5 separate regions of the Sus scrofa genome follow, and all the other regions are linked to region 1. A link is a contact called in public HiChIP or PLAC-seq data. All regions are on one chromosome and are shown on one strand. The core of a region is the stretch at or near the end of the contact, and the rest is flanking DNA. Distances in the headings are between cores, read along the strand shown.

Region 1 (3,595 bases), core at 821-3,320:
AAGATCCAGTGAATAATGGAAGGGGTCCATTTTCATTACATATTCCCTCTAGCAAGGTTGAATGAATATACTGGTGAAAGATGAAAAGAATTAATTGATTTTTTTATAGTTTCAGGTACCTACAGTTTCAGATACATATATGATAACGTGTTAATAGACATAAATAACCTTTACTTGCTTATATTCTCATATTAGAGTGCTGGAAACTGTTTAGGCTATATTTAATAAATATCAATTCTTCCTTTTAGGAGCTTACAATCAGAAACTGATGATAATAAAACAGAGAAACAGGAGTTCCCGTCGTGGCACAGCAGAAACAAATCTGACTAGGAACCATGAGTTTGTGGGTTCAATTCCTGGCCTCACTCAGTGGGTTAAGGATCTGGCATTGCTGTGAGCTGTGGTGTAGGTCACAGATACAGCTTGGATCTGGCATTGCTGTGGCTCTGGCATAGGCTGGCAGCTGTAGCTCCAATTAGACTCCATATGCCTCAAGTGTGACCCTGAAAAGACAAAAGACCAAAAAAAAAAAAAAACCCAAAACAGAGAAATGTATAAGGAGAGATAGCTTGGCAAACCACATATAAAATGATATTCAAATATAAATGTATTCGATTTGCTACAAATATGGAAGAGACATGCTTATCAAGAGAGAATAAAAAGACAATATCTGTTATTAGGAAGTAAGTTCTTGGTGCTAGCAGGTTATATCAAACAATCCTTTAATGTCTACAAGAAGCGATTTTATCTATCTATCTATTTATCTATCTATCCATCTATCCATCCAAATGGAACATATGAAGTAAAATGATCAAAGGAAGAGGGTAGTGAGAAGACACAAGATGCGGTTAGATCAGAGGGTATAAAAGAAGAGAGAAAAATGACCAGTAAGGCATTTAAAAAATTAGGATGAAAGAGTTTGCAGCTGAGCAAGAGGATCTTACATATGATCTATCAGATAAGTTTAAAAAAAATCATATGGCCTCAGAGAAGTCTGGCACACATAAACCGACAGGTGAAAAAGATAAGTTTGGCAGAAGAGGTATTCTGGGGAGATGAGTCTATGATTATCCAAAAAAAAAATAAAGGATCACCTGTAAACCATAAAACAAACTTAATAGAGTTAAGTTCTTATTTTTCACTGAAACAACACAGTGCATTATTTGGACAATATCACCTCTGAGATAATACGATTTGGTCATTAAAATGACTGAAATAAACATACATGGAACCACTAATTCATGTGTCTGGACTGCATTAATGATCAAATTGAGAAACAGTTCACATAATCCAGTTATTTGTGTGGCTATCACTCAACAAATATTAATTGGCTGCTCTTTGTAATACATTACAGCAAATAGTTACTATACAAAATGCCAATTGAACACAGAGTGCTTTTTCTTGTTTATTCTATAAAAAATCCTTCAGAAGAGTTGAAAAGAAGACAAATCAGATTCAGAAAATGTCATGACTGAAAAAGCAGCTTTAATTAGGAACTGGAAATAGAAATCGAAAAACAACCAAGAGCCAGTGAGGTGTTTTATTTGGGAGCTTTCTTATTTATCAGTGTTCTTTACTGATACATGGATGTTAGATGTGGGCAAAGTGAAAGACAGATGATAAATTTCCATTTAATATGAATTGTTATGGAACTTGTCTTGCAGACAGAAGCAATGTGGAGAACAGAGGTGAACACAGATATGGTTTTATTAGATATATGTATTCATTCAACAAATATTTTTTTGAGGTCATGTTATTTTGCAAGCGCTATCTAGGCACTGGGGTTCTAACACGAATTAAGCATGGCCCCTGCCATTGGTGAAGCAACCAACATGAAAAAGCTAATTTGGAAGGGGTGGTGGTGAAGGGTCTCTAAAGTAGATGAGGTGAGAGTCAGACTAAATGAGGAAAGAGGCTCAGAAGCCAAGGAGAGAGAGTTGTGTAATTGGTTATCAGCAGTGTCAAATTCTGTACATAAGTCAAGGAGCATCAAGATGGAGAAATGCCATCTGGTTTTGGCAGTGAGCGTGTTACTGGAGACCTTGGCAAGGCTAGCTTCTGGGAAGTGGCGTGGGTTAGGGCTGGTCTGGATCAGGTTCAGGAGTATTTTCACTGAGGAACTGAATGCATCTGGTGCACTCTAGGAGTTGGGAGAGGTAGGGGAGGGAAACAGTTGTTAGAGGGTGTATTTCTTGAGGCCCTGGGATATCTGAGACAGCAAAAACCCCCACCCACAGGCTTTTAAGTTCTATTTTGTGAAAACCCTAGCTTTCACCAGCAATAAGGAAAGGGCATTTACATCTTCAAGTAGCCTTTGTTGAGCTTGTTTGTTCTCTCCGGGGCAGTGAGTCACTCTGGAACACTGACCCTGCCATTGAAGTCAGCAGATTCTATTTGGAGAGCATTGGCGATTGTGGGGGAAGTTGTTTAAAAAGTTGACAAAAACATTTACTCTCCCTGATACGCTAAACACCTGCGTGTATTAGTTTTGGCAACTGAATATCAGCTTGGGAGCACGCGAATGCTGTTCGAGTCAAAGCAAAGGGAAGTCTCGTCTTCTGAAGGAGCTAAATGTACATGACACAGGAAGGAGTTATAATACTTTCTATTTTGGTTGTCTCTCATTTGAAAAGAATTTTAAAGAGAAAAGTGGTTCTGCAAATGCCAACTTCAATTAAAATGCTAAATACTAGTTGCAGTTTCCCCACCTCTGCCAAAGGGAATATGTCCAATGTGACCAGCCACCTGTTTCCCTTTATAAGAGCTCAAGACTGCTGCTTCATCCAGCACACTGGACTGACACTAAATATCAGTGTGATGATGAATCAAAAGTCAACAGCAGCAGAGTTTTATTTACCCAGAAGTGACCTTTAGTAAGGTCATCTCTTTTTGAGAGGACATTGCAGTCATTAAAGTTGAAACCCTTATGCAGAGGCTCCTTAAGCCTATTTAAGGCATGAGATGTAGGGCATCATGATCTTCAGTGTTTCCAATTTGATCAAATATACATATATCTGTATATGTATACATACGCCAACATGTCGGCGGAAGATGTTTGAGCAGAGAGTAATGGCACATGGTTTGTGATGGCTTAACTAGACACAGTGAAGGTCATAGAACTAGAAATTTAAGAATCAATTACGAAACAGGCTAAAGTTGCAGTCAAGAGAGTGGGTTTGGAATCAGTAAGACGTGGGTTTTAATGACAGCTGTGTCATTTATTAGCTGTGTGGCATCAGTGGCCTAATTTGTTTTTGACCACGCCTATAGCATGTGGAAGTTCCCGGACCAGAGACTGAACCCCGGGCCACAGCAGCAACCTGAGTTGAGCCACCAGGGAACTTCTGACCTAAATTTTTAAGCCTCTGTTTCCTCATCTATAAAATGCAAATAATACCAGTATGCCTAATGTATGCTGTTCTTTTAAGAATGAAGTGACACGGTTCATGCAGCTTAATCCAAGACCAGGCATATATAGTAAATGCTTCATAAGTAATGGCCATTATTTCCCTCAATAATTCCTTGTTGATCAGGAAAATAGAAACCATTAGCGTTCTTTATAAGAGTTAATATAAAAATGAATGTATGAAACAAC
Region 2 (3,595 bases), core at 686-3,185, 230 kb after region 1:
TTGTAGGTGAAGCACAAGAGTAACACGGAGAAAAAGGAAAGAGAACTCTGGGCTGGTGGTGCTGAATTTTGTGAGAGGACAAACCAGTCACCTCACTGGAGGATGACTTGAGCTCTACCACAAACACGCAAAGCAAGGAAATTGCATCCTCGGGGGGCATACTTCATAAGACTGCATAAGACAGCATAGTTTCCTATTTCAGGAAACTAACATAACAGTGGGTGATGCTAAATGCTACTTGAGGATCTTGTAATATTTTGCACATATGGACTGACTACGTGGTAGCATATATAAATATTTCATTTGCTAATTGTAGTTAGTTATCAGATTGCACATGAACAGACAGAATGACATATGAGAAGTTCCAAGAACACTGTGTAACAGTACATACAGCTGAGATACAGTTTTCTCACACTTGGCGGGCATTCGAGCTCAGCTAACGCAACTTTTTCTTTATGCTTTAATTAGGATTAAAATATTTGAAAATCACCGAATTGAGAACATCATTATGTTGTCGTGTTCAAGGACCAATGCCAAATGGAAAGTCAGAAACTAGAGCTGAAGAGCTATCCATCTTTCAAGTTGCTTGATGTTTTTGGAATCGGTGGAGAGTTCAACATCTGGCTTTCCCCCAGTTAAGTATCTCTCTTTTCTGTTTTGGAACTTAATGGATGAGCTAAATAGAAAGGAGAAAAATACAGAAAACCCCAAATAATAATTTAAAACATTATAAAATCTTCAAAAATCAAACTATTATGTCCACTATATATAATTTTTCAAAGCAGAAGTGATTCGGTAATATTTAAAGCCAGAAGGGAAGGGACCATAAACATAACTGAATACCTCCCCTCTTTATGGGGATTTATACATAAATCTGCCATAGGTAAAGCATCTTTCCAAGCTCATAAGGCTAGTTTGTCAGGGCCAAGACTAGAATTCCTCCTTTCTACACCTCTAGTCTTTCCAGCTTATGTTATTCTTATTAACAGACCTTTTTTACCTTATCTCTAAAATACGATTTGGGAGGCAGAGTGGTTTAGTGAGATGAATCTGGGTTTTTGAACTAGCGGTATTTGATTTTAAATCCTGGCTCCATCTCATTTTTTCCATCTAGAAAATAGGTATAATTACACCTCATTTCCAGACATGGTTTATGGATTAGCAATAAAGAGTGTACAGTGCCACGAATCTTAAGATACTCAGAAAATGGTAGCTGTTGTTGCCTTTCTATATCCTCAAGGCCTGGGTACTTAGTTTACACTCAATAAACATTTGCGAATAAACAGAACAAAAGAACAAAGGAATAAATGACAGAGCACATAAGAATGAATAAGTGAATGAATGGCAACAATAAAAATTGTCACTAAAAAATAAATGAAGAAACCTGTGAATATTTTCTTTGGCTTCTTTCAATCTATTAGGAATGCTTTGCTTCCTCTTTGATTTTACTCATTCATCAAATTTGTTCTTTTGGCCTCCATAGTACTTGGAAACATGACCCAGAAAATTGAAAATCAAAATGCACAAAATCACTCAAAAATGTATATCAACTCAGTGCAGCCTAAATTGGAAAATCTAATTGAACACCTATTCAAACAGAGTTTTGTAAACGTTACCTGCACTCACCAGCCCATCTCAAGCAGAAAACCTCTCCTAGGAACAGGCCAATTTAATTAAATTTACTAAGTGGTAGAGGACAACATGGCCTTGTGCCTAGGTATTCCTTTTTATTTTTTTAATTAATGTACACAAAATTACCCTCATACCATTTCAACAACCTGCTTAATCAGACTTGCCTGTAAAAGTTGGGAGTCTCCGATATTAACTTTGCTAAAGTGTCCTTAGGACCAGAAGAGCAAAGAGAGCATGGAGAGGTCGGCAGTTCCCTGTGGAAATACTGAAAGAAACACTATCCCTTCTGTTCCAAAGAAGCTGAACTTTCACCACGCAGAGGTCAGGATGAGGCAGCCGAGTGATCATAAACAATCGCTCTGCCCAGCTCTTCAGCCCATAAAGCATGGAGAGGACCTTGTATGTGAGGGATTTTTTTGACTTGAAATCAGTCTGGTCTGGAGACGGAAAATAAGTTAGATATTCTCTCTAATACTCTTTTAGTGCTCCAGGTTTTTTTTTGTTTGTTTGTTTTGTTTTTTAGAAAAGCAAAGGCATTGCAAGCAGGATGAAATGCCATCAAGCACATCTCTACAGAAATTTGTGTAAAAGATTTAAAAAACATTAGGGCTTTTCTGGCATGGAAGAAATACTTGTGCATTTAAAAAAAAAAAGTGGGAATGATTGGAGCAAATATAAAGCAAGGGGGAAATAATTCCATATTTCAGTCCATCACAACAAAGCCAGACTTGGCAGGATTTTTTTTTTTTTTTTTTGGTAAGCTTTTTAAAATTTTTTATTTTTTAATTTAATTAAATTATTATTACTATTATTATTTTAGGGCCGCACACATGGCATATGGAAGTTCCCAGACTAGGGTTCGAATCAGCTACAGCTGCTGGCTTACTCCAGAGCCACAATAACGCCAGATCCTTCCGAGCCATGTCTGCAGTCTACACCACAGCACACGGCAAAGCAAGATCCTTAACCCACTGAGCGAGGCCAGGGATCAAACCAAGTCCTCGTGGATGCTAGTCGGATTCATTATCGCCAAGCCACAAGAAGAACTCCCATCTCTCTCTCTCTTTTTTTTTTTCAATGTTATTGAGGCATAATTTGTAATCAAGAGAATATCCTTTTTAGGTGTACAGTTTAATGAGTTTTGAGAAACATGTACACTGAAGCAACTACCACCACAGAAAAAAAGATTTTTTAGAGCATTTTTTTCTACATGCTCCTATTTGGTCCTAGACAACCACCATTATAAATTGGTTTCCATTTTGTAGAATTTCATAAAATAAAATCATACAGTGCATATTCCTTTCTGTATGCTTCTTTTACTTAACACGTTTTTCATATTCACTCATATTGTAGCAAGTATCAGGGATTTGTTCCTTTTTGATTCTGGGAAGTATTCCTTTGTATGGACACACTACAGTGTGTTTGTTCATCTCTCCATAGACTTGGTTTTTAGTTTCTTACTATTATGAACTTAGATATTATGAACATTTATCACAAGTCTTCATGTAGACAAATACTATGTCCTTTCTCTTGGATAAATAACTAGGAATGGAATTGCAGAGTTGTATGATAATGGATGTTTAACCTTATTTAAAAAAAAAAAAAACTGCCAAATTGTTTTCCAAAGTGATTGTAAAATGTTACTTTTCCTGTAACAGTGATAACCATTCACTTGCTCCATGTCCTTGGCAACATTTGGCACTGCTCATTATTTCAATTTTAGCCATTCTAGTAGATGTGTAGTGATATTTTATTGTTGCTTTTAATTTGCATTTTCCTGATGACTAATGATGGGCATATTTTAATGTTCTTATTGGCCTTTCTTTGGTAGTTTTCAGTTCGAATCTTCTGCTTATTTAAAAATTGTCTTATTGGGTTATTCTTAATATTTTATGGATATAAATTATTTGTCAGAAATATGACTATTAATATTTACTTTCAATCTTTCTGCCTTTTAATTTCT
Region 3 (3,595 bases), core at 758-3,257, 180 kb after region 1:
TGGCAGACTTGAAATCACAGTATTTCATGTAATAGTCATGGCTATTACACTGGGAAAATATACGTAAAGCTAAATAATCTACTTATACATGCTTCTACAAGTTTGTAAATTTCCACACTGCTGCATATGCAAACATCTGTTATTTTTACAAGTATGAAATCACCTCCACAATATTATACTTATTCCATTTCTTTGGATTGATTCTTGGGATGCTGTGTTCTTTTTCTCATCTTTAATATTATTTTTAACAAGCTTGATCTCCTTGGCCACCATCAAGGCATTTTCAAGTCTTTTTCACCCCCCCATTTTTAATTCCTTTGTATGCATTATAAGTAGCAAAATAATAGTTTTACCTACTTATTTGTCTTTTTTCTTGTTTTCAATTATTCTGGACATCAAATTATTGTCCTCCTACCCTTGACAACTACAAACTGCTTATATTCAGATTTCATCTGACTATGTATGTCTATAACATATATTCTAAATATTATTCATTTAATAGTAATAAGATGAATATCAACAAATCAATGATGCCTTCCTTGTGGAAAGTCATAAATGTAAAGATATATAATTTTCTTGATAGCCTGGGCTCTCAGGAGGCATATGAGTTATGGGGGAGATGTTATGAATATAAATGAAATTACAACAAATAGCATAAAGCTGTGAATAACCAGCATTCAGAAAGCACTGCAGACCAGCAGTGCACAGAAAGCAGTGTTCAGAAAGGCAGAGGAGGGCAGAAGAGGGAGAAAGTATTTAGGATTGGATGACCAGGGTAAGTCTTGTCAAAAGAGGTGGGCTTTGGTATGGGTCTTGAAGGACCAATGAGATTTAAACAGCAAGAAGGAAGGAGGAAGAGGAGTCCCTAACAATGAGAACAGAGTGAACTAAGGCAGAGAAAGAGTGTGAAAGTCCAAGGTGTGCTGGGGACTCTGAAGGGACTGGAGCAGAAAGTTCATGTAAGGCCTTAGTGTGAGATAGGTTTACACAGGCAGACTAAGGCCAGATTTTGACAGAGCCTGTATTTCAAGTTAAATAGTCCCAGTTACAGGCACCAAACCATCATTTTTTGGCTTCTCAGGAGGTCTGGGTGACCTTTGGACAGATTAATCTTATAATTATAGCCAGGCTACTCTGCAAGGAAAGGCTGGAGTCAGGGAGACCAGTTAGTAGAACTATGAAAGTCAGGAACAAAGAATTGTTGACCAGGAGGTAAGTTGGGGATGGTCTAGCAATGATTCGTGTTGGAAATGTTGAATTTGAGATGAATGTTGAAGTGGAAATATCCATTTGAAAATTGTTTTAAGGAGATCCTATTACGGTTCAGCAGGTTAAGAACCCGATATAATGTCCATGAGGATTCAGGTTTGATCCCTGGCCCCACTCAATGGGTTAAGGATCTGGCATTTCCATGAGCTGTGGTGTAGGTCACAGATGCAACTCGGATTCCATGTTGTGGTGTCTGTGGTGTAGGCTGGCTGCTGTAGCTCCGAAACAACCCCTAGCCTGGGAACGTCCACATGCCACATGTGTGGCTCTAAAAAGAAGAAAAAAAGAAAAGAAAAGAAAACTATTTTAAGATAAAGAATTTAAATTTAGGAGTCATTCCAATTAGGAAGGTTTGACTAAATTCCTCTGCTTCTTTAGAGGTCTGAAATGAAGCATTGAAGGTAATAACCAATCACATAGATGAGGCCTTTGAGGGAGAAAAAATATGAAGAACAAAAATTGGAAAAAAGAGGATAGAATTTTGGGGACCCCTATGTTCTCTTGGGAAGAGGCATATTAAAAGGAAATAAATCATTAGAAAAGTAGGTGGGCCAGAAGAATGCAGCCTTGTAGACACTAAGGGAGAGATTGATTAACCCAGCTACTGCTAATATCCACTTCTCAGAGATTAAGGTAGAACACTTGTTTAGTCATGATTTTTCACTACATAGTTCACACATCACTAGGAAATGCTTCATGTAACTGAATCTACTCTTTCTCTGCCAACAAGTATCAACATCCCCTGTGAACAGTTGTGGAGTGATTTACAATGTGAATAAGACCTAGAAAACTTGTTTTCCTTATGCTTGTGGAGACACTTCAGTCAAGACATTCAAAAGTATAACCACATGGCATGAAAAACTCTGCAGCCAAGTTTTTCTTCTCTTTCTTATTTCGCTAATTCCAGAAATTAGCTCTCAATCACAGAGAAGACTGTAAAACACAATCAGATTTTTTTTAATCGCTAACTCCAAAAACATTAAAAATTTGCTGAGGCAACTTGCTGTCAGTGTATTCCCAGATGTAGAGTTTGCTCCCAATAAGAGGGTAAGTCTGTTCAGCTCTGCAGAAAGAGACTGCTCTTGGCACACTAGGTTGATGCACCTGTGCATACTAGCACAGAGGGAAAAGTAGGAAAAGGAAGTAGATTTGGATTCTGCTGTACTGGAAACTGTACAATAGGATTACTGGGATTGGCCCCATTCCTTGGGCCCAGAATAGTAACCACTGTAATAAACAATCCCACTGCAGAGTGCAAGGTACAATACTAGCTAAGGGACAGTTGCTCCTTGGAATAATGTGTTCATCCCTTGGGTTAAAGGGAAGGGGAAAATCGCTGAGGTTAAGTGACCATCACCTCACCTTGATGACTTAGGAGACTAGAGGAGGGTTGTTACTGGGCATCTTTCCTGCTAAAGTTGCTGAATCCAGAGGAGAATTTAGGAGACTTGTTACATAACCAGTGCAGCCTCTCTGGGAGAATCCTGGACTGGTTCCTGTCCTAATCCTGCCCCTGGCTTTGCTGTGAGATCCTGAGCAAGTCGCTGGACCTATTTTGCCTTCCACTTTCTCAGGAAGGAAAGAGACCTGCCTAATACACAATAAAACACGGGAAGATTCTTCTAAAAAATGGGAAGCACTGTGGGAATGGGCAGTTATCAAAAGTGTTCCTGGGAGTTCCCTTTATGGCTCAGTGGTTAAAAAACATGACAAGGAACCATGAGGATGTGGGTTCAATCCCTGGCCTCGATCAGTGGGTTAAGGATCTGGCGTTGCTGTGAGCTGAGGTGTAGGTTGCAGACTGGGCTCATATCCCTCCTTGCTGTGGCTGTGATGTAGGCCATAGCTGTAGCTCCGTTTTGACCCCTAACCTGGGAATTTTCATATGCCTTGAGTATAGACCTAAAAAAAAAAAAAGACTTCCTGGATCTACGAGATGCATATTTATTTTCTTCTAGGTTTATTTCAGATTGATTATGAAGAATTTTTTAATTGAAAGACATCTTCAATTAGAAATTTGCCATTTTTAGAAAATGAAAGTAATTCCAAACTTAGATTCACACTGCAATCTGATTTCTTACCATGTGATTTCTCACCATATTCTCATAGTTTTCTATGTGGCCTTTTCCTGCTTTTCACATTTTTGTCTCCTTCCCCTTCCTTCCACCCTCTTTTTTCTCCCACTCTCCACCTCCCCTCCACCATTTTCTGCTATAGAATAATTTCTATTTTCAAACCAAATATATTATTACTTTTATTTGACACACACCTACAAACTCTTTGGGATAAATTCTGAAGAGCCGAAATTGTTGTGTAATTTTATGAA
Region 4 (3,595 bases), core at 383-2,882, 140 kb before region 1:
ATCCTATTAAATCCAACTACGTTTTTCCCATCCCCAAAATAGATTTGACATACAGACCTAAGCACAAGGTCAAGGTCACAGATCACTAAAAAAGATTACCAACAGAACTGATGAAACAGCTGGCATTAGATCAAAGCTCCTGGGGTTTTTAGTATACTTACTAGACACACTGCATTTACTCACAGGGTACACCCTGTTCTTAAAATGTTCCCCATCTTTGAGGACAAGATCTTCATGTACTTTTTTTTACAAAGTACGTTCTATTAAGAATGTTGCATTAGATCAAAGAGTAGGATAGAAAATCAGTGTATATATGTTTCAGAATCATGAGTTGTGTATGTCTGTAGGCCTGCATATTTATTTATTCATTTGTTCTAACTGATCCTTGCCAAGTGACAATTCTGAAATCAATTTAACTTGCAGGTTCCTGACTCAACCATGCTCCCCAACACTTCCAAGCCTTTGTACCACTTAAAATAGGAATTGTCTATTTTTTAGTATCTTGGGTCACTTCTTCCCAAATCCATAGATTTAAGTGCTAAAAATAGGTTGAATCAGAAAAATTTTACAATGCATCCTAATCTTCTGCAATAATTTTCAAAGTATACATATAGGAAGAAACTCTGCTTATCAATAAGAGCAACAAAGTGATTCTTAATGGAGTTTATTATTCAACAGTGTAATTATCTAACAAAACCATGCCTTTTGTTTCAGCTGTTCAAACAATATATTGAATTTATCTTAAATTACGTTTATAAAGTCAAGAGTTATGTGGTGAATGTCCTTACTGAAGCATTCTGACCAAGAAATTATTTTTAAGGATACATAAAATACTGTTGGGGTAAATGTGTAATATAAAAGCTTTCCTTGTTAAATCAAGCATCACACCTGCTGTAGCTTTATATAATTTTCAAATTATGATACATGTATATGCACCCATTATCAGTTTTTCATTTTGCAAAATTATTTTTGATCACTTAAATAGGTTTGAATGAAATACCAGAATTGTCCTATCCTAGAATGTCCACTAATTTCTCAATTACCAAGGAAAAGGGAAAAACAAATAAATTAAGTATCAGTGAAAACTGAACTTCCACAATTCTCTGGTGGTCTGGTGGGTTAAGGATCTGGCATCAGTGCTGTGGCTTGGGTCAGTGCTGTGGCTTGGGTCAGTGCTGTGGTGGGACTTAGATCCCTGGCCTGGGAAACTTGCACATGCTGTGGGCGTGCCTCCCCCTCCCCCAGCCAAAAAAAAAAGGGGGAAGAAAAGGAACTTTTTTTACCAGGCAGAAGCAGACCATGAGTATAACAAAATTATCAGTAATGGGCATCAATTCATACATCAAACTTTGATCACAAAACCTATAGATATATTTTCTATTTTAAACAGAATTACTTATAAAATATATTTTATATACAAAGTCTATTTAGAGGAATCATTTATCACTTAATTAATAATTATGTTCTTTAGGTGCTGCCTAGGTAAAAGTGCTGCCTTGCTTTGTGAACTCTGACTTGACTTGCCAAAAATGGTAAAATTATCATGACATCATGCTTCCTGGAACAGCCCAGAACACAAAGCTTTCTAGATTGAGGATTTTAGTCAGTCTGTGGCAGAGAATATCACTTACAGACCCTATCCATGGACAGAGAGAAGAGTGGTCACAGTGTAAAGGGAAGAAGCCAAGGAACCCCATTGGTTCCCACCCCAAGGGATTAATGAGCAAAACAATAAGAAAATGCACACTGTACCTGAAGAATTTCTATGTCTTCAAATAGTAACATGTAACATTAAAATACATTTTTCAACTAGGGAGATGAAGCTACTGGCACACCACTGGTAGGCTACTCACTTTAAATGGTTTCATTTTGACTGTGAAACTGCCACCCATACCTCTCTATAACGTCTCCTTTGCTCATCAGTATACACGGCAAATGTCTGAAGTAAAAACCTCAGGAACTGTAGCCAGTAACTGCCCATCTGAGACAGGCTGTGCTGCTGTCCAGGTCTCGGGCATACTCAGTCCAGGAGCAGGGAGAGTCCGCGTGATTTGCCTCGGCACCTGATACTCAGATACAGATTGGGCTGCGGGGTAGAAAGGAGGCTTTAGAAGAGGCTCTATGGGCTGGAGAAGAAGCAGGAAGAACAGTGCTGGTAACATAGGTCAGTGTCTTTCTGACTTCACTTTACTGGACTAAAAATGCTTCCGGGTAATTTTTACTTTGGCAACTGAGATCATTAGAAACAACTACTACTACCTACTATGAACGTTATTTAATAAAATTAAAACATTTTAACATCAAAAATTTAAATACTTTAGCTTTGTGAGAATCTCCGTTATATACATCATTCCTTCTCTCCTTCTCTCTCCCTTTCTCTCTTTCTCTCCTTTTCTCTCCCTTCTCTCTCCCTTCTTCTCTTCCTTTCTTTCTTTCTGTTTTTCTTTCTTTCTTTCTTTCTTTCTTTCTTTCTTTCTTTCTTTCTTTCTTTCTTTCTTTCTTCCTTCCTTCCTTCCTTCCTTTCTTTCCTTTCTTTCTCTTTTCCTTCCCTTTCCTCTTTCCTTTCCTTTTTAGATAAAAAAGATATAGGGACTGGCACATATATGCCATACCTCTCTGTTTGTTCAATTCCACCATCACTTAAGTTCTTATATCAATATTTACTCTATATTTTGCTTTATTATTTTGGTACTTACTGTGCTTTCAATTATAGCATTTATATAAAATGAATAATGTGTTTTATATTTAAATCCTTGCCATTACACATGAGGATATGACTAAGACATAACCATGGGAAAAATAATGTGACGTAGAATAAAAAGAATAAAAAGTTCTTGACAGAACTTTCTGCTCAGTGTCCTTCTCCCCTTTCACCCACACAATCCTTACCATCATCATCACTTGATAAAATATATCAGAGTTAAAAATGCATCATATAACAATGCTCCATTTGCTGATAATCAAGCTCAAGGAATAAAATCTTTTACAGTCTGTAAGTCTCAGCTGAGGACTCACCCCTTCCCTCCTTGGGCAGCCTTCCCTGAACTATGCAGGCTGGGGACCTGCAGGACTCCCCAGCACTACTCAGTACATCTTTCAATCATCTCATTACAAAACTGCATTTTGCGCCGTTTATGCGTGGCCCTCAACTAGAGTGTAAAGCTCTTCTGGGCAAGGAGTCCACCTCTGTTGTCTTATATCCCAGCACCTGGCAGGGATCACATTCCCAGTAAAACATGCAACAAGTCAAACACTTAGAGGTTCAGACAATGAGGGGTAAGCTGTCATAATTCTAAGGTACCTTAAGATTTAAAACAATATGATAGTGCCATTTGTAATGTTTGGTTTCAAATCTAAGACCTCCTTTGTCCCTCTAAATATAAACTCACAAAAAAATTACAAAATCAAAGAGTAATAAAGTATTTTATCCTACACAGGAAGTTCTCTGGATTTGAAAAACATGTGACTAGTATTCCCGTTAGAAAAACACAAGATTTTATAGCATTCTTGCATTTTTCTAACAGAATACCTGTCACACATGCAATAAAATTGGGTCATGATGATTGTTGTACAACTATAAATTTTGTAATAAAAT
Region 5 (3,595 bases), core at 340-2,839, 130 kb after region 1:
CATTTGTGTCATATTTCAGATTCCACATGTAAGTGATATCATATGGTATTTGTCTTTCTCTTTCTTTCTTTCTTTTTTTTTTTCCAGGGCCAAACCCACAGCATACAGAAGTTCCCGGGCTAGGGATTGAGTCAGAGCTACAGCTGCTGGCCTGCACCACACACACAGCAATGTGGGATCCGAGTCATGTCTGCAACCTACACCACTGCTCACGGCAATGCTGGATCCTTTAACCCAATGAGCAGGGCCAGGGATCCAACCTTGTGGATACTAGGCAGGTTCATTACCACTAAGCCACAATGGGAACTCCATGTCTTTCTCTTTCTGACTTACTTCACTCAGTATGATAATCTCTAGTTGCTAGAGAATTCTTTAATTATTGTTATCTTTATGAAATCATTAATTGTTTGACATCACGTATATTTGGCTGCTACTGACACTGGAGCAATCTTCTCAGTTGAGAGATTATGAAGGACAGGACCTTGTCATAAACACATCTGAGTGTCGAGTGCGTAGAACAGTGCTCTGCACTTGGTGGTAGCCAATCAATTTGTTAGGTTTCATTGCATTCAATTGAATTGACTGAATAATTCGTGCTTCTCCTACTAGTGTCATACAACACATTTGGCAATCTCCTTAACTCTGATCGTTGTTTTATATGATAAATTGCCCATATTGTTAGTATCTAAAATGCTTCGATCTTAAATTTCTTGAGAATTCTCAAATGCATACCATCTGGCTTCAGTGACTCATGGAAATTTAATGTCTTGAGTTGTATTCACCACCTGTTGTTTCTTTTTTTATATTTATGCTAGTGAATCACATTTGCTTTCAATGAAAGGTAACTCTTTAGTGAAAACTCTACATTTATCCTGTCAGGGGTGATCACCAATTGTGCAGTACAGAGAAACAATTCAACCTTCCTTGATCCTTAAGTATTCCTGTCCTCTCCAGGAAGTAGGTGATTGCATTTTGAGTTCTTCAGCAATCACCAGACAGGGATCACATTCCATCCTCAGACTGTTCTTGTAGAAAAGTGGTTTTTCTCTGCTAGATGTTATCTGAATTTGGTGATTTTCATATCCCTTGCGCTTCAACAGTATTCATATCTGCTCTTCTATGCCAATATTACTCTCTCTTCCATATGTTGTATTTCTTCTCATGTACATTTATGCTTTTAATGGTATCAGTGGTACGGGGTCTTCAAAAGTTCCCCTATACTTTTCTGTATCATGAATATACTATAGGACATATGAGGATGGGCTATAAATACTCCTTCCTATACCTATCAGATACTTTTAGTACCAACACAAATTGGCTAAAAGATAGAGTATATTAAGAAATACTGAGATACAGTTCTTGTTCCATGCCTTTATGATTTTCTTGGTTCTGCCTCCTTTGTGTTGGCTTCATCTTTAGGCTGGTTTCTTCATGGAGACAGCCATCAATAATAACCCAAGTTGCATGTTGCCTTGTCACATCCATTGAACAAATCTCCTAAGCTTTGCTCTCTCCTTGAACCACCCTTTAATAAGGGGAGAAGTTCTCTGGAACAACTGCATGAGCTCTACTTCATGAGTATTACCCAATGCAGGAAATTTGCACTGATTTGGGGAAGGAAACTGTGATGTCTCCTTCCTATGACCCAGTATGCCATGGTCTAAAATAGACTCCAGGAGGTCAATTGGGCAATTTCTCAATATCCTTAAGGTCAGAATAACCTTTAAATATATGGTAGCATCATTTTTACTCTACATATCATTTCTGTTTTCTCTGAGAAGTTTAAGGGCAGATTTTATCTCTTTTATCCCTTTCTTATTGATGCTAACCAGCTACTATATGAGGCTCCTCCCTGTAGGAAGCCAGTAAATGTTCACTATCTATATGTCATTCTGATTATATGGCCTTAGAATAAGGCTATTTCTAGGTTTATTTCATATAATTCTTGACTTAGGTTTTGCCTTCTGGGATCATACTAAGTCAGGACTAAGTGAACAGTCATCATTAAACACATATTAAATCCTACTGTATGCCAGTCATTTGGTGGGTGCTTAGAAGGGGTAGATAACCCAGAGTTTAACCCATGCACTATCTCTTTAAAATATTTCAAGGCAAAGATAAATGGAAGGTACCTATCTCCTGGGTCTGTGCCTCTCCTCCTACCACTTTCAGAATCCTCCTGACTCTCTGGTGCTCTTCCCAGGTTCCCAGTGGTCCTGTGCCTGTCCCCTCAGGTCTTTGGCTTTCTACGGCTGCAACTCATCAGCTCTGGGAGGCCTCTTCTATTTGCTCACCTAACCATTATGAGATGCCTGTGAGGATCCCAAGATGACTGTAGTATACACCTTGCCTTTGGGGTCCATAGTCTAGGGAAAGACTTACATGCCAATGGTAACATGATGTGTGCCAAGATAAAATAAGAGTTGGATCTAATCCAAGCTTTCAGAACAAGGAAGTCAAGGAAATCTTCCCTGAAACAGCAATCCCTATGAATTGAAAATAAAATAAAATAAAAGAAGTGTAAAAGTCAGCCAGGTGAAAAAGCATTGCATCAGAGGGAGCAGCATGGCCAGAGACCACGTGAAAGAACCTCTGTGTTAACATAATCGTCATATAAAGGTGTTTCTTTTTTTTATTTTCCCTGGATTTTTTTTCTTATGAGGAAATTTGAAGATTCACCCTCTTAACCACTTTCAAATAGACAATCCAGTATTATGAACTATAGTCACCATACTATATATTATTTCCCTGTGACTTATTTTCTAACTGGAAATTTGTTGCCTTAGACCCCCTTCACCTATCTTGCCAACCCCTCCAAACCTCATCTCTGATACCACCAATCAATCTCTTCACCATATCTATAAGGGCTTTCCCCCCCTCCTCAGATTCCACACATAACTGAAATCACAGGGTACTTGTCTACTACATTTCTGTGCCTGAACCTTTTAAAACGCATGTGAGAAATTGCTAGGAACAGCCTCATTTTTCATCTTCTGATTCATGCAATGTGGCTAAAGCTTTGGTGATCCTTAAGTCACTCCCTGACTCCGGGGAGAAAAATTTTCATTATGAATACACAAGGAAGCTGTAGTGATTAAAAAAAAAAAAAAAAAAAAAAGGCTAAAACAAAAAATCTAGGAGTGTTTCTCTCCTCAGTAAGGAGAACAATTTTGTCTCCAGAGCTAGGCCTTCAATGAGAGGAAGCCAATTAAAGTAAACCCTGGCCCGGAGTGATTGGCGAGGCTCTCTCAGCCCCACATCTTCCCGGTAGGGTCTCCGTCTCCTTCGATCTGCCCACAAATTCTCAACTGCTAACTCACTAAGCGGTGAGGCCAATCAAAGTGGGGCATACTCTTCTCTAGAAACTCTTGGTGATAATGCAGCCCTGCCTGGAGAGCACATTAGCCTAGATTAGCTCGTTATCTCCGAGATGAACTTCAGAACCGTTTCTGTTCAGCAGAGAAAAGAGGATGAGATCAAAGGGTGCAAAGCGAGGCAGGGCTGGGAGAGCAGCAGTGAGGCCCCCAGGAGGAAAAACTCCTTCAGGTGATGGCGGGTCTGCTGTCTTTTCTGTGGCTGTTCGCATCCTGAGCTC

Evidence for each region. HiChIP or PLAC-seq counts read pairs in DNA pulled down with a chosen protein or histone mark.
Region 2: a contact with region 1 is called in an H3K27ac HiChIP or PLAC-seq map of skeletal muscle. The contact joins two enhancer-like sites. A contact is called at or near these places in 2 of 47 Hi-C or Micro-C datasets (liver and skeletal muscle) and 2 of 2 datasets of contacts at active chromatin or transcription factors (alveolar macrophages and skeletal muscle).
Region 3: a contact with region 1 is called in an H3K27ac HiChIP or PLAC-seq map of skeletal muscle. The contact joins two enhancer-like sites. A contact is called at or near these places in 2 of 47 Hi-C or Micro-C datasets (embryonic fibroblasts and skeletal muscle) and 2 of 2 datasets of contacts at active chromatin or transcription factors (alveolar macrophages and skeletal muscle).
Region 4: an H3K27ac HiChIP or PLAC-seq map of skeletal muscle shows a contact between it and region 1. The contact joins two enhancer-like sites. A contact is called at or near these places in 1 of 47 Hi-C or Micro-C datasets (liver) and 1 of 2 datasets of contacts at active chromatin or transcription factors (skeletal muscle).
Region 5: an H3K27ac HiChIP or PLAC-seq map of alveolar macrophages shows a contact between it and region 1. The contact joins two enhancer-like sites. A contact is called at or near these places in 2 of 2 datasets of contacts at active chromatin or transcription factors (alveolar macrophages and skeletal muscle).

What each region holds. Positions count from the first base shown.
Region 1 is chr13:179,978,616-179,982,210 of Sscrofa11.1, forward strand. No RefSeq gene overlaps it. Among named protein-coding and RNA genes, the nearest start is that of NRIP1, 64 kb to the left of the region's middle. Within about 2 kb of position 2,071, at least 33 of the 83 cell types and tissues checked have an H3K27ac peak or open chromatin away from gene starts, as enhancers often do. A contact at or near this core is called in alveolar macrophages, liver and skeletal muscle, where this site is marked.
Region 2 is chr13:180,207,941-180,211,535 of Sscrofa11.1, forward strand. No RefSeq gene overlaps it. Among named protein-coding and RNA genes, the nearest start is that of NRIP1, 290 kb to the left of the region's middle. Within about 2 kb of position 1,936, at least 3 of the 83 cell types and tissues checked have an H3K27ac peak or open chromatin away from gene starts, as enhancers often do. A contact at or near this core is called in skeletal muscle, where this site is marked.
Region 3 is chr13:180,162,659-180,166,253 of Sscrofa11.1, forward strand. No RefSeq gene overlaps it. Among named protein-coding and RNA genes, the nearest start is that of NRIP1, 250 kb to the left of the region's middle. Within about 2 kb of position 2,008, at least 2 of the 83 cell types and tissues checked have an H3K27ac peak or open chromatin away from gene starts, as enhancers often do. A contact at or near this core is called in skeletal muscle, where this site is marked.
Region 4 is chr13:179,840,624-179,844,218 of Sscrofa11.1, forward strand. The region is part of intron 2 of NRIP1 (nuclear receptor-interacting protein 1); the gene reads right to left. Among named protein-coding and RNA genes, the nearest start is that of NRIP1, 74 kb to the right of the region's middle. Within about 2 kb of position 1,633, at least 13 of the 83 cell types and tissues checked have an H3K27ac peak or open chromatin away from gene starts, as enhancers often do. A contact at or near this core is called in liver and skeletal muscle, where this site is marked.
Region 5 is chr13:180,108,857-180,112,451 of Sscrofa11.1, forward strand. No RefSeq gene overlaps it. Among named protein-coding and RNA genes, the nearest start is that of NRIP1, 190 kb to the left of the region's middle. Within about 2 kb of position 1,590, at least 2 of the 83 cell types and tissues checked have an H3K27ac peak or open chromatin away from gene starts, as enhancers often do. A contact at or near this core is called in alveolar macrophages, where this site is marked.